Regions from separate parts of the Mus musculus genome. Here all the other regions are linked to region 3. Evidence: chromatin contacts called from public HiCAR-type data. All regions are on one chromosome and are shown on one strand. The core of a region is the stretch at or near the end of the contact, and the rest is flanking DNA. Distances in the headings are between cores, read along the strand shown.

Evidence for each region. HiCAR-type assays count read pairs that join an accessible place to other places.
Region 1: a contact with region 3 is called in a HiCAR-type map of fibro-adipogenic progenitors, with 2.7 times the contacts expected there. The contact joins two enhancer-like sites. A contact is called at or near these places in 2 of 484 Hi-C or Micro-C datasets (both in uterus) and 2 of 115 datasets of contacts at active chromatin or transcription factors (astrocytes and fibro-adipogenic progenitors).
Region 2: a HiCAR-type map of fibro-adipogenic progenitors shows a contact between it and region 3, with 4 times the contacts expected there. The contact joins the promoter of Tbl1x here to the enhancer-like site in region 3. A contact is called at or near these places in 2 of 39 promoter capture datasets (cranial neural crest and hippocampal neurons), 3 of 484 Hi-C or Micro-C datasets (nephron progenitors and uterus) and 2 of 115 datasets of contacts at active chromatin or transcription factors (astrocytes and fibro-adipogenic progenitors).

The regions. Positions count from the first base shown.
Region 1 is chrX:77,547,752-77,552,028 of GRCm38.p6, forward strand. The region is part of intron 1 of Tbl1x (transducin (beta)-like 1 X-linked); the gene reads left to right. Among named protein-coding and RNA genes, the nearest start is that of Tbl1x, 39 kb to the left of the region's middle. Within about 2 kb of position 1,385, at least 22 of the 459 cell types and tissues checked have an H3K27ac peak or open chromatin away from gene starts, as enhancers often do. A contact at or near this core is called in fibro-adipogenic progenitors, where this site is marked.
Region 2 is chrX:77,509,358-77,513,921 of GRCm38.p6, forward strand. Tbl1x (transducin (beta)-like 1 X-linked) reads left to right here and starts at 1,870. Exons shown (of 16, transcript NM_020601.2): 1 at 1,870-1,912.
Region 3 is chrX:77,049,836-77,054,307 of GRCm38.p6, forward strand. No RefSeq gene overlaps it. Among named protein-coding and RNA genes, the nearest start is that of Gm52433, 26 kb to the right of the region's middle. Within about 2 kb of position 2,411, at least 16 of the 459 cell types and tissues checked have an H3K27ac peak or open chromatin away from gene starts, as enhancers often do. A contact at or near this core is called in fibro-adipogenic progenitors, where this site is marked.

The DNA of each region.
Region 1 (4,277 bases), core at 135-2,634, 500 kb after region 3:
GTAGATATCTAAAGTCAGCATTTGTACATTGAGTTTCACAGGAACATGGTTGTACTGTGTGTGTGGCTGTCTTGTTACAAAGGGTGTTGTGAGGGTTGTGACAAACCAACTTGACTGCTTAGGGAAATCTGTGGTGTTTACTGTCTAGGCTGGGGGAGACAGTTCAATTCATATAGTGCTTGCTGTGCAACAATGAGGATTTGAGATACAGTCCCAGAACCTTTGGATCTCTGGGGCTTGCCTACCCTGCCTAGTGAGCCCAGATCCTAGAGAGAGATCCTGTCTTAAAAAACAAGATGGATGGCACCCAAGGAAAAATAACACCCAAGACTGTTCTTTTGCTCTGTATGCATCGGTACACATGTGCTTATGAACCTGTGTACACACACACACACTCTCTCTCTCTCTCTCTCTCTCTCTCTCTCCCCCCACCCCCATTCGAATGTGCAGAGCGTTCAGTCTCTACATGTTGTCAGGTATGTGGTAGGTGTCTACATCTTGGGTTGTTTCTCTTGTTCAACCATGTGGGGATCAAACTCAGATCCTATTTTTATAATGTAGAAATTGATGGTGCTTTTCTTTTGGAGAGAAAAATCTTTTCTGAGGAAAGTATTCACATGTGTTAGGCTCTTTGGTGATGGCTCAGTGTTTCAGTTTCTTTTCTCAATTCATATTTTGGCATGTGCAGTAGGAAGTCAGTGTTTTCAACCATTAGCTGTGAATTTGGTAGATGGCTTTTCCTTCTTTGGGTGTTTGTGTTGTTATTGTTCTTTTTGAGGGGAATGGGTTTTATGTAGCCAAGGATGACCTTGAATTCATGATCCTCTTGCTTTTACTTCCCAAGCGCTGTATTGTTTTTCAAAGCATTCAAGATGGAGGGACACTAAGGCACAAATATAAACAGATACGCACCCCCTCCCTACTGTTTTGCTCTGATGAGCAGTGGAAAGGGGGTTGGAAGAGAGAAGGTTATGTGGACTACAATGTTAACAATGACTTCTAGGTAATTTTTCATGACACCCTCTTAAAATGTGCCTGGAAAAATGGAGAGTGACAAATGGAGAGTGACAAATCTCTTTGATTTTCCTGTTCTACTGTGACCCGATCTAAAAATATCTTGTTCGGGAGATGGGCTCAAGATGCTCTGGTCTCTTTGGCCTAGGATAGTTCTTTTTCTTTAAAATGAAAACCAAAACAAAACTTTATTTTGTGTGTTTATGGGTGCAGGAATTCACATGTGTGATGGTCAGAGGTCAACCTGCAGCAGTTAATTCTCTCCTTGTACCATGTGCTCTTTCTTCCAGGGATGGAAGGAGGGTCCTGAGTCATGCTGGCAAGCATGATCCACTGAGCAATCTTGAGGGCCTTGGTTGGATCAGAGCTTACAGAAACTTGGCATTCTTCACTGAATCTTCTGGAGTCTGTGGCTGCGGGGGTGGGGCCCATGCCTGCAGTCCAGTCTGGCTTCACTGCAGAACTCTGGTTTCCATTATGACTTTCCTAAATAGTCCTGGCCCTGCACCTTCCTTTTATGAAGGAAGCCAGATACTGGTGTACATGTGTGTAAGACTTATTTGCTGAGGGACCTCAGCATCAGAATCAGTAAAACTAGAACCTGCTCAAGGCTCTAGTTTTGGCTGAACCAAGGAGATATGATTTCACAAAGCTTAGAAAGTATAAGATGTGCTGTGAAGATCTGCGGACAGGAATTTGAAACCATTTTCTCACACTAGAGCTCATGAGATGGTTTGGTGATGGGTGAAGCTGAGAACAAGCACTAAAAGGCAGGTGGGCTCCAGAGACCCTGAACATTGGCCAGAGAGGAGTTGACAGTCCAGTGGTATCAATTATAGAGATGGGGATTAGCAGACAGAAGACATGGACAGCTTTTGGAAAACCATGCTATTTGGAGGGTAAGAATGTGATGTGTCTGCAGCAGGCTGAAGGTAGGAGACATGGAATAGTGAATGAATGGGGGGAGGTGGTGGATCCTTGGAGAGACAAGTCTGACCTTGAAGGTAGCGAGAGAAAGAATTCTTGCTTGCCAAGGATTTACTATTACTACAACAACAACAACTACTACTACTACTACTACTACTATTACTATTACTACTAGTACTACTATTTGTAGGTGCACATGTTTGAAAAACTATACCTTAAGTGTTCCTCATTTGTCCCCTTCCCCCTTTTTGAGGCATTGCTTCTCATTGTCTTGGGGCTTGCTTTTCTGTCTGTCTTCTTAGCTCTGTGCTTACTCACCAGACCTACCATGCTCATCTTTAAAACAAAAAACCAGAAACACATTTTAGAGAAAAAGCATAGACCTTCATGCTTGCAAGGCAAGCACTTTGAACTCACTGACTTTTCTCCTAAGTCCTGTTTTGGAGCTTATTACATAGGCTAGCCTTCTGTTAGTCTGATTGGCTAGCCTGGGATCTCTAGGGATCCTCTAGTTTCTATCTCCCTAACCCTGGGGTTATAAGAGCATGCCATCATGTCTGTGTGTTACTTTATTTTAAACATGAATCTGAGGGACCAAACTCAGCTACCTCCCCAGGTTCTGGAGAATGTTTTAACATGCGTAGTGATGTGGGATGTTTAGGGGATAACTGAGAGCTCTGGCATCCATCCCCCTCTTGGAAGAAACTCACTGCCTAGGTCTCCCTTCAATTTAATAGCCCTGGCCTTCTCAGTTTCTCCACCTCCCTAAATCTATCCCTTGTTCATCTGTGGCAGGGATGGGACTGGAGAGTGCCCCTCTTCTCTCTTGGGTTCTCCCCTCATACCAGGTAGCCCTCATCATGCTGTTGCCAAAAGGATGTTTCTAAAACAGGCATGGCTGGCTCTTCAGCCTTGGGGACAGGTTATCAGCAATTCCCTGTGCCAAGGCCATATGTGCCAGCTGCCTGCCTTTTAGGCAAGAGTTTGTGCTGCTGTTTCTTAGGTTGACTTTCCTCTGATACCAAGCTCTCTTCAACCTTATGTTTTTAGTTCTCTTTACCAGGCAAAAAAGTTCTTTTGGTCTCAGTCATTTCTAAATATATTTAAAATAGTCACCTCAAGGAAGAGATGAGACACTGCGATTATAACAGTATTATTAAGAAATGACTTACTGGGTAGTTACTCTTTCCTTCTTCCTTGTTTCACAGGTATATCATGAAATTTATCTTGTCAGTCACTTTTGAAGTATATTCTCTCTTCTCTTCTCTTCTCTTCTCTTCTCTTCTCTTCTCTTCTCTTCTCTTCTCTTCTCTTCTCTTTTCATTTTCTGAGACAGGGATTCTCTGTGTAGCCCTGGCTGTCCTGGAACTCACTCTGTAGACCAGGCTGGCCTCAAACTCAGAAATCCACCTGCCTCTGCCTCCCAAGTGTTGGGATTAAAGGCATGCGCCACCACTGCCGAGCATATTACTTCTTCCTGGTAAGGGCATTCATTTATATCATCCAGAGATTCTGCAGAATGCCTTTAATCTTGTAGATCTGAAACACTGTACCTGCTAACTATAATGTTCCACCCCACTTCCTTCATGTGCCCAGTAACTACCGTATTAGTTTTTTGTTTCTGGGGTTGGCTTCTCTATTGACCTCATAAATAAGTGGAGTTGCACAGCTATACAATATTGGGGGCTAGTTTTATTTCCTTTAAGCTTAATGACTAGTGTCATCCACATTGTAGCATGTGTCTGAGTCTTTCCTTTTGAGAGTGACTAGTTTTCTACTGTATGTATATACTATCAGTGTTTAGCCATCCATCTGTTGATTTGGTTTGTTTCCAGCCTTTGGCTTCTGTGAACATGCTGCAGTGAAGTTGCTACACAGGTTACCTCTGAGATCTGATTTTATTTTTAAATCATCTGTGTTTTATTCATTTTTTGTTCCCCTGCTGTCTTCTTCTCACACCCTTGTGTGTAATGTGTGTGTGTACATGTCATGACATGTGGCAGTCAAGAGAACAATCTTGGGTGTCAAGCGATTCTCATAGCTGATCCATGAACTTCTGGAGATTCTCTTGTGTGCCTCCCATCTTCCTCCCATAGGAGTGCTGACATCACAGATATGTGCTACTGTGCCTGGCTTTTTAGGTGGGTTCTAGGGATTTGAACATGGGTCTTTGTCTTAGGGTTTTACTACTGTGAACAGACAGCATGACCAAGGCAACTCTTATAAGGACAGCATTTAGTTGCGGCTGGCTTATAGGTTCAGAGGCTCAGTCCACTGTCATCAAGGCAGGAACATGGCAGCATCCAGGCAAGCATGATGTAGGAAGAGCTGAGAGT
Region 2 (4,564 bases), core at 620-3,119, 460 kb after region 3:
AAACGCAGCGCTACCACCAGCATGCAGTGGGGGAAGGGAAGCACGTGTAAACTGGGCCAGGGTTGCATCACGAGCAGGCTCAGGTTTTCGATTGCACCCTTCATAATACCTCAGCATCAGTCTGCACAAGCTCAGGAGCCCAAGAGCTAAGAAGGGCAGGCTCAAGGGAGCCCTACCAAGTCCTTTGGGGGTGGGGGTGCTTGAATGGCAGCTGATAGCTAATAAGCCTGTGTACTGCTGATTCACAATTATGGAGACTGTGTAAGTGTGGATTTTTTATTGATGCGCTCTAATAACTGTGTACCAACAGTCGTTTGACATATTTGACGTTTCGTAGAAATATTTTGCAAGGTAAATTTGAGGTCCGCCTTTTTGATGGAGAACCGGCCCCTTAAAAACTCGCCCCAGGTTCTCCCCTCCACCCCCAACTACCAGAGCAACAAATGCCTAGTGTTCAAGGAAGGAGCAAGTGAGGTTAGGGTTTAAATTGCGGAGTGTTACTGGGCGCTTAGCACCGAGCTCATTAGAAGCCTAAGGGAGGGGCAAATTGATTTTAAAAATACTCAGCAAGGCAGACACCAAAGGTGCTGAGGAGGAGGGCCGAATATTTATTTAATTGAATTAAAGGCGGGAGTATGGGGGGAAATCGTCACCGATGTGGAAGAGAGGAAGCGCCAGGGCTGGGCCTTACCAGCCTTGGCAACAGAAAACACTTTGCCAGCGCCTGCGGTTTCAGGCCTGGGGGTGGGGATTTACAGATTTGAGGGCCCCAGTACCCTAACATAGTCCTCCATAGTCCCAGCTTATTTGTGCCTTAGTCTTGTGTTAAAGCGTCTCCCCTATGCATTTCTGACTATTGGCCGAGAGGTGTTTTGCAAAGGTCATGGCTGCGCCCGAGTCCTCAATTTTTGCGGTGGGCGTAAAGGCAACTGGGGAGGGGGATGCTTTATGTCGTTAATTTTGAAGAAGATGCGCTTGGAGATGGTGTTACACGAGAACCTTCTAGGCTAGCTGGGCGGCTTCATCTTTTGAGGTGGGGGAGGGTAACACTTTCAGTGGCTTGGGTTACCATTCCCTCTTTAAATCTTCAGGGTGGCCCTTGTTCCCATCCCCCCTCCTCCCGAGCCACCTTGGCGTGAGGGGTGTGGGATTGAGTATCCGTGTAGGGGCCCTGTTCCCCCCTCATTCCTCTCTGAGCCTGGTAGGGGCCTGGTTGGGGCCCAGAGGGCAATGCTCAGGCTTCCCTCCTCCACCTTGGGCTTGGGGCGGGGAGAGGTGGGGGTGGGGAGGCTTTAGGGTGAAGAACTGTGCCGAGATGTAAGTCTTTTCCCTGCCCCCGGGGGGCTGGGTCTGGACTTGGTCCGGGGAAGGGCGGGCCTGGCGTCCTAGCCCTTACTGGGGGGAGGGGCTGCCGCGTGGGGACGCTGCCCCCCCAAGGAGCTCGGGGAGGGGCCGGCGGGCACGCGGTGGGGGAGGGCAGGGCTGTAGAGAGCCTCTTCCAGGTGTCTGGGGAGGGCGGCGCGCTGTCGACCCTCTTGGCACGTCTCCCAGCCTGGGTAGGCTTGCTCGCGTCCGCTCCCAGCGGAGGTCACTGGCCGTGTCGGTCCCTCCCGCCGTCCCGCCCTCTCCCGCCGCCGCCGCTCCCAGCCCAGCCCCCCCCAGTCTCGACGCTCGGGAGCGACAAGCCGCCAGCGCCCCCGCCCCGCCGCCGCTGCAGCGCCCTCCGGCCGCCATTCGCCACCGAAACTTTCCAGCGCTAGCTCTTCTCGTGGACTAGGTGGCGGGCCAGGGGTAGCGCGCGGCTGCTCCGGGGCGCTTGGCCCTCGTCGGCCTCCGCGCGGCCCGGGGTTGGTGACGGTGGACCCGCCAGTACGCTGAGTGCGCGGCCACAAGTTGCACGGCTCGCGGCGAGGTGAGTACACGCCGGGCAGGGGCTCAAACTTCTCGGGCCGAGGGGCGCGGTGGTGACCCCAATCGCGGGCCCTGAAGCTTCAGGAGGGGCAAGTTCCCGTGTGCCCCCCCAACCCCAGGTTGGGCGCGCTCCCTGCACGCCGAACAATACCTCTGGGGCGGCCGCTCCCCGAAGTGGCCGCGCGCGCGGGGGGCGGGAAAGGCCTGGGTGCGCCTTTGTTTTGGGGAGAGGGAAAGGCAAGTTTAGGGACGCTCTGCAGTTCGTCCCAGCATCTCTTTGTCTGAGGCTCCAGAGGGGGTTGGCTGGGCTGACCCGCGTCGCCCTGGGACTTGGGGGCCGCGCGGGATCCCCTTGTGGGGGAGGGGAGCCTCATTCATCCTCGAGGCGCGGGCCGGCGCTCCCGGAACACGGTGGACGCGCGGCGGCGCGCGGGGGATAGTGGCTGGCCCGTTTGTGATCAGTTTCCGAGGCGCAAACTGTCAGGGAAGTCCGGGAGCCCCCTCCCCATACCTACTCCCAGGCCTGGTCTCGGGGACCAGGGTGTGTGTGGGGGGGTGACAACGACGGAGGGCGGCTCCTCTGGCTAGGTGAGGGAGAGGGACCGCCCAGTACGGCCTGGGGAGGGTGTAAACCTGTTGCTTTGGGGCTGGGGAGGGGTTCTCCAGATCTGCACTCACCCACATCCTCGTCTTAGGAATTTCCCTTACGTAGAGAAGGGTGCTGGGAGCAGGAGTTTATGTAGGAGGGGTGCGCCTTTGAACGTCGGTGATCTTCGGGTTTTGTGACAACTTTAGGAGGAGACTACAGGCCCGCTGGTGCTGGATGGGGCCTGGGCTTCACGTGCGTGACCAGTGAGCAATCAGGAGCTTGGGGCTTTTTTTTTTCCCTCTCTCTCTCTTTTTTTCTTTTTCTTTTTTTTTTTCCCCCAGCGTCTGGCGTTCTCAGAGGCCTCCGCACTGTAAATTCCGCAGTTAGGGTCGGCTTGTTTCTTTCTGACCAAGTGTTGTGGGGCAAAACCTAAAACAGCTCCCCTCCCCCTAACCAAAACCTAAGCCATACTGCTAGTGCAAGTGTTTGTTTCTGTTCTGCTTTGGTGTGTGTGCCTTGACCTGACTAGTGTTTTTCTCTGAGCTAGTCCCTGGTTTAACTTAAAAGAGGACACAAGAATACAGGAGGAGGAGTGAGTGCTTTGTCCTACTCCCCCCCCCCCCCAGTCTTGGTTTAGGGTAGCAAATAGGTCTTGGTGAGCCTATGAAATTTACCATTGGTCATTTCTAAAGACACATATCAAGGTATGAAATAGTGTTGAGTGTAGATGGCACTTTTATTTTTAAAGGGATTTCGTGTCCAAGTGTGCTGCAGATTATTTTCATGGCACCACCCACCAGTGTAATTAGTACAACGATGAAAGTCGAAGTTCACTTGATCCACTTATTAAAATGGCCCCCTAAAGCTTTTCAAGCCTTTAATCACACACACACCTGTAGGACAGGCATGGGTGATTTGGGGTGTAAGGCTCTCATTTACCCCAGGATATGTCCTTACTTGGGTCAGAGAATTCCACTTAGGCAGCACTACTAAAAGAAAAAGGAAGATATTTTACTCCTTTTAATGGTATTGGGCAGATACTCATTTCAAGTTTACCTCGGTTTTGCTGTTGGGTTTTGCTATTTTTCTAGGCCCTGGGAGTCACACCAAAGCAAGGCCTTTGAGGGACACTGTGAATGGAAGCTGATTGTCTTCTAGTATGGTGGGTGGGCTACCAGGATCCTTGGGGTGATGATAATTTTCTTTGATGCGGGATTATTGTGGTTTGAATGAGAATGGCCTCCTTAGGCCATTTGAATGCTAGGTCCTCAATTGGTGGAAATGTTTTTGAGAAGGTTTAGAAGTGTGGCCTTTTAAGGTATGTGTATCCTTTTGAGGTTTCAAAGGCCCACACTATTCCCAGTTAGCTCACTCTCTGCCTGTGCTTGCGGATCAGATGTAAGCTCTCATGCTCCAGTGCCATGCCTACCTGCTGCCACAATCCCTGTTACGATGGATAGTCATGGACTCCAACCAGCCCTCTGAAACTATAAGTACTAGTGGGTTCTTCTGTAAGTTGCTATGGTCATGGTGTTTCTTCAAGGCAATAGAAAAATAAACAAGACAATTGGATCAGTTCAGAGAATTATAAACACCTTCAGGTTTTATATATTAATGTCTATAACTTAAGTTTGCTTTAGTAGACAGTATAGGTACCAGAAGTGTGATATAGGACTGTGGAATTGTAAATGGTCCTGAAGCCTGTTTTTTAATGTTCTCATGTATATGTAGATGTGTTTGTGCACTTATGTTTCTGGTTGCATGTGTATATGTATGAAGGAGGTGGATGTCAGAAATTGATATGGGATGTCTTCCTTTAGTTGGTAATTATCTATCCATGTTATTTTTTTCAGATAGGGTTTCTTTCTCATTCAAGTTGAAGCTCACTAATTTGGCTAGACTGACAAGCCCCAAGGATCCTCCTCAGTGTTGGAATCATAGATACAGACTGTAGCACTCACATTTTTACATGGGTTCCCAGGGATTAAATTCAGGTCCTCGATGTACTGATTGAGCTATCTCCTTGAACACCACTTTTTTTTTTTTCGAGACAGGGTTTCTCTG
Region 3 (4,472 bases), core at 1,161-3,660:
TTAAATCAAATGATCATTTTCTATTTTCCAGCATTACTCATCAGCTTATATTTCAGGCTTTCAGCAAATGAGGTTGTGGCAAACTTTTTCCCCCAATATCTTTGAAGGCCAGAATACACTGTGTGAGCATGAATATATAGATTATCAATCCATCACTGTTCTGACAGCTCCTCACCTAGACAGTTGATCAATAGCACAAGGTCTTGCTCAGATACCTTGTCACAAATCTTGTTAAATTACTTCTAAATGTAACCCCACAGAAATAAATAAAATGAGACTATAAACATGGGAGTGGATAATCTATGGGTTAGATTTATATGAAAATACATTAAACGCTGTTTCCTTTCAGTGTTGGGGAAGAGCTTAAAATTAGGTAAAAGTTCTTGGGGCTAGAGATCAGTGGGTAAGAGCACTTTCTAGGCAAGCTTGAAGACATGAGTTCAAATCCAAACATTCACAAAAAATCTAGGCTGAATTTCACATAACCCTATGACTCCAGCCAATTGCCTCCAAGGTACCAACATTTCCTTGAATTTTTGAGTATACAAAGTAACTATTTACCACAACATACATCTGCAAAGGAGACTTATTAGTTCTTTAATTCTTTCTGTAACCAAATACCTGACACGAAGCAATTTATGGGCAGAAGGGTTTATTTTGATTGCAGTGGGAGAATGATTTCATCATGTCTGGAAAGGCATAGTGGCAGCAGTATCAGACAGCCAGTCACATTGACTACACAGTCAGAAAGAGGAGAATAGGCAGAAGTAGGGCTGGACAACAAAGCCTCAAGTCTTGCCACTAGTGACCAACTTCATCCAAAAAGTGTCCACCTCCTAGTGACCAACTTCTTCCAAAAAGTATCCACCTCCTGAAGGTTCTACAACCTTCCAAAAGAGGGTCCTCAGCTGGAGACAGCATGTTCAAACAAATGAGCCTCTAAGGAACATTTCAAATTCAAAACACAACAGGAGATTTATACCTACACGCTCATTTTCCAGGAAGGAAATAATAGGGCTTGTGGCTGCTTCAGTGATCTTGGTGACAACACAATCAAGACTGCCCCGGTTGCTATGGAGACCAAAAGCCCTTGGATCAAGTTCACAGTGCAGTGCTTTGGAAACAGCTCTGCCAGCAGCTGTTGGCATTGGGGACCTTGCTATAAAGAAGTCACAGAAAGGGAGGGGACAGTAATTGTTTTCCATTGAAAGTAAGGCGTACAAAGAGCATGCAGTGGGAGAATGACTGACCTAGATGCTATCAGAGGATTTAATGAACCCACCCTGGCTAGCAATGTTTTTAAAACCACCCTAACTGCTCAGCAAATGAATCCTGGTATGAATCTCCTCAGAAAGCTTTCTAAGGGGAGTGCACATGTGCTGCATAACCCAGAGCCAGCTAAAACAACAGCTGGGAGAAGAGCAAATAAATAGGTCAGGTATTTTAGGAGATAAACGTGCACTCCCCAAGGTCTCTTGTGCAACTTTTATGAAAAGCAGGTGAAAACATTTTTCTAGTTGTTTTAAACTTTTTTAATAGGGGTGATGATATCTGAAATTCCAATGCAGGCTGATAATAATCTCCCGTGGCCAATTACTTTCTATTGAACAGGAATTTGTATGTTTCAGAGATTTTTCTTAATTATTAGCAGAAAACATGGAAAGATGTGAAACCTTAAATACAACTTTCAATGTATTACAATAAGGACAAGATGAGTAGTGGGGTTGTTTTGCATCTGTATATATATACATGTTTGTATGCATGTGTGAGTATGAATGCACATATATACATGTGATTTTGAAGGTCGAAGTTTAACAATGAGTAACTTTCTCAATCACTCTCCACAATATATATTAAGGCAGGGTGTGGGGCAGGGTGTCTAATTTGAACTATGAGCTGCCAAATTCTGCTAGTCTAGCTAGCCAGATCACTCTGAGGATCCTTTGTTACCACCCCTCAAGCACTAAGATTGTAGGAGGTCACCAAGCATGCCTGGCATGTCCATGGGTTCTTGGTTTCTGAATGCTGATCTTCATGCCTGTGCAGCAAATAATTTACCCAGTGAAACATTGCCCAGCCCCCAAATGGCTTTTATTTAATTTATGAGTAGTAAATGTTGTAAAGGAATCATGACATGATTTATTAAATTTTTCTTATGTAATCTAGTATTTAGCATGGAAAAAAACAGGAATTGAAATCTGTGTGTACCAGAAGGCTTTTCTGACTGGATAATATATGAACTAATAGAAAGATGTGTTGTCATAGGCTGGGCTTAAAAAAAAATCCTCAATGGAAAACACAAAAGCCAAAACGATTTCTTTCCAAGGATGAGATCATAAGTGAGTGAATATTGGTTGGTCAACAGCCACAGTACTGAATCATTCTTGGAAATGAGATGTTTTAAAGCACATTTGCTAGTGGGTGGAGTAGGCAATAGAACAATCATTGAAATTCATCCTGCCTTGAGTTAGAAAGGGAAGCAGGAAAGTCTTGGCAGCAAGGCACTGAAATCCCATTGCTAGGGAACTAGTTCAATATTTTCCCTTCAAGTTAATATTTAACTATATGTTTTCTTCTTTCAACACTTTATCCATATTGCTGAGCACCTGTGAATTCGTCATGCTGAAGTAGATAGTATAAAAAAGAGAAACAATAAGCAGTAAATCAGTTCCCTTATCTCCGAGAGCCAAAAATAAAATTGGCTTGAGTTATTAAAATGAGTGCTTGTGAAAAGTTGCAATTTCATTCCTCTTTCTGTGATTAATACTTTGACAAAAGCAACAAAATAAAGAGTTTATTTTGTTTTGTTTCATCTCATGTTTAGATTAGTATAGTCCATTATTGGAGGGAAGTTGAAGAAGAGACTTATATTCACAGTCAAGAATAAAGAGAGCATAAATACATGTATTCTTACTGGCTAGAACACTCAGCCAGCTTTCTTCACTCATACAGTTCAGGGACCACCTTAGGAATAGTGGACTCAATATTCTTACACTGATTAACAATCAAGATGGTCCCTTACAGACATACTCATAGAACAACTCAATCTAGAAAATTCCTGATTAAGACTCCCTTCCCAATTGATTCCAGGTTATGTCAATCTGACAGCTAAATCTAATAAGCACAGAGAGGAAATCCAGGCTTTCTGATTCGCAATGGAAATACCTTAAAGCAGTAGTTCTCAACCTCTGTGGGTCACAATACCTTTGGGGATCAAACAACCCTTTCACAGGGGTTGCATATCAGATACCCTGCAAATCACTTGTTTACATTCCAATTCATAACAGTGGCAAAATTACAGTTATGAAGAAGCAATGCAAGTAATTTTATGGTTGGGAGTCAACACAACATGAGTAATTGTATTAATGGGTCACAGCATTAGGAAGGTTGAGAACCACTAATACAGAATCACAGATGATGGGAACAGAGCAAAGAACGTAGTCCAAAAGTAACAAACCTTGTTGTTGCACAAAGGACAAAATTTACATTCTGAAAGCTGAACTCATTTTCTCCAACACAGTTGTCTGCTGACGTCAAAGCAATGAATGCCATATGTGGTAGAAGGGCCACTGTCTTGTGCCTTCTGGAAAGTTTACTGTCCTTTTGGACTTATCATGTGTGTGGTGCTGTGACAAAATACCTGACAAAAGTAACATAAGGAGGCATATAGCTTGGCTCACAGTTTAAAGTTATCCATCATGGTAGGGTAATCGTGGGGCCCAGAGATTGAAGCAGTTGGTCACATTTTACACACAATCAGAAAACAGAGACATGAATGCTGGTGCTTAGCTTGTTCTTCTAGTTTTTATTCGGTCCAGTAGCCCACCCCCAGCCTCAATTAAGATGGGTCTCCCTACCTCAGTTAACCCAATCTAGATAATCCTTCACAGGTGTTCCCAGAAGTTTGTCTCCCAGTTTAGTGTAGATCTTATCAAATTGACAATCAACATTACCCATTAAAGCCTTTGTGTCTGAAGGATATTCTGTAAAGTAACAATTTCTGTCTGTCTTGGGTGGAAGCTTGGCTACTGTATTAAAAATCCATTCAAATTAGAAATCTAAGTTAGGGAAGTTAAAAAATGCTATTACCGTTAGTTGTTAAAAACAACATTTACTGAGCCAGGTGTGGTAGTATATGCCTGATGTCCCAGAACTTAGGAGATGAAGTAAGAGTATCACATGTTAGATGTCAGCGTGAGATCTACAGCATAGCTCATCTCAAGAAGTAAAAACTGATTCCTGATTGCTAGGAAACATTAATGAGAAATAAGTATTTTCATAAATTAATGTTTATGTTCTTCAACCACATGCTTTTTGGTACTTCTGTGAGAATTTCAAAGTTTATTTCAATGTAATCTTTAATATAATGAATTCATTGACTACTCTAGTGAACTCAATAATTTTCCTCACCCACCAAGCAATGCAATATATCTTACCTTTCATTTATATTTATGTACATTTCACACACACAC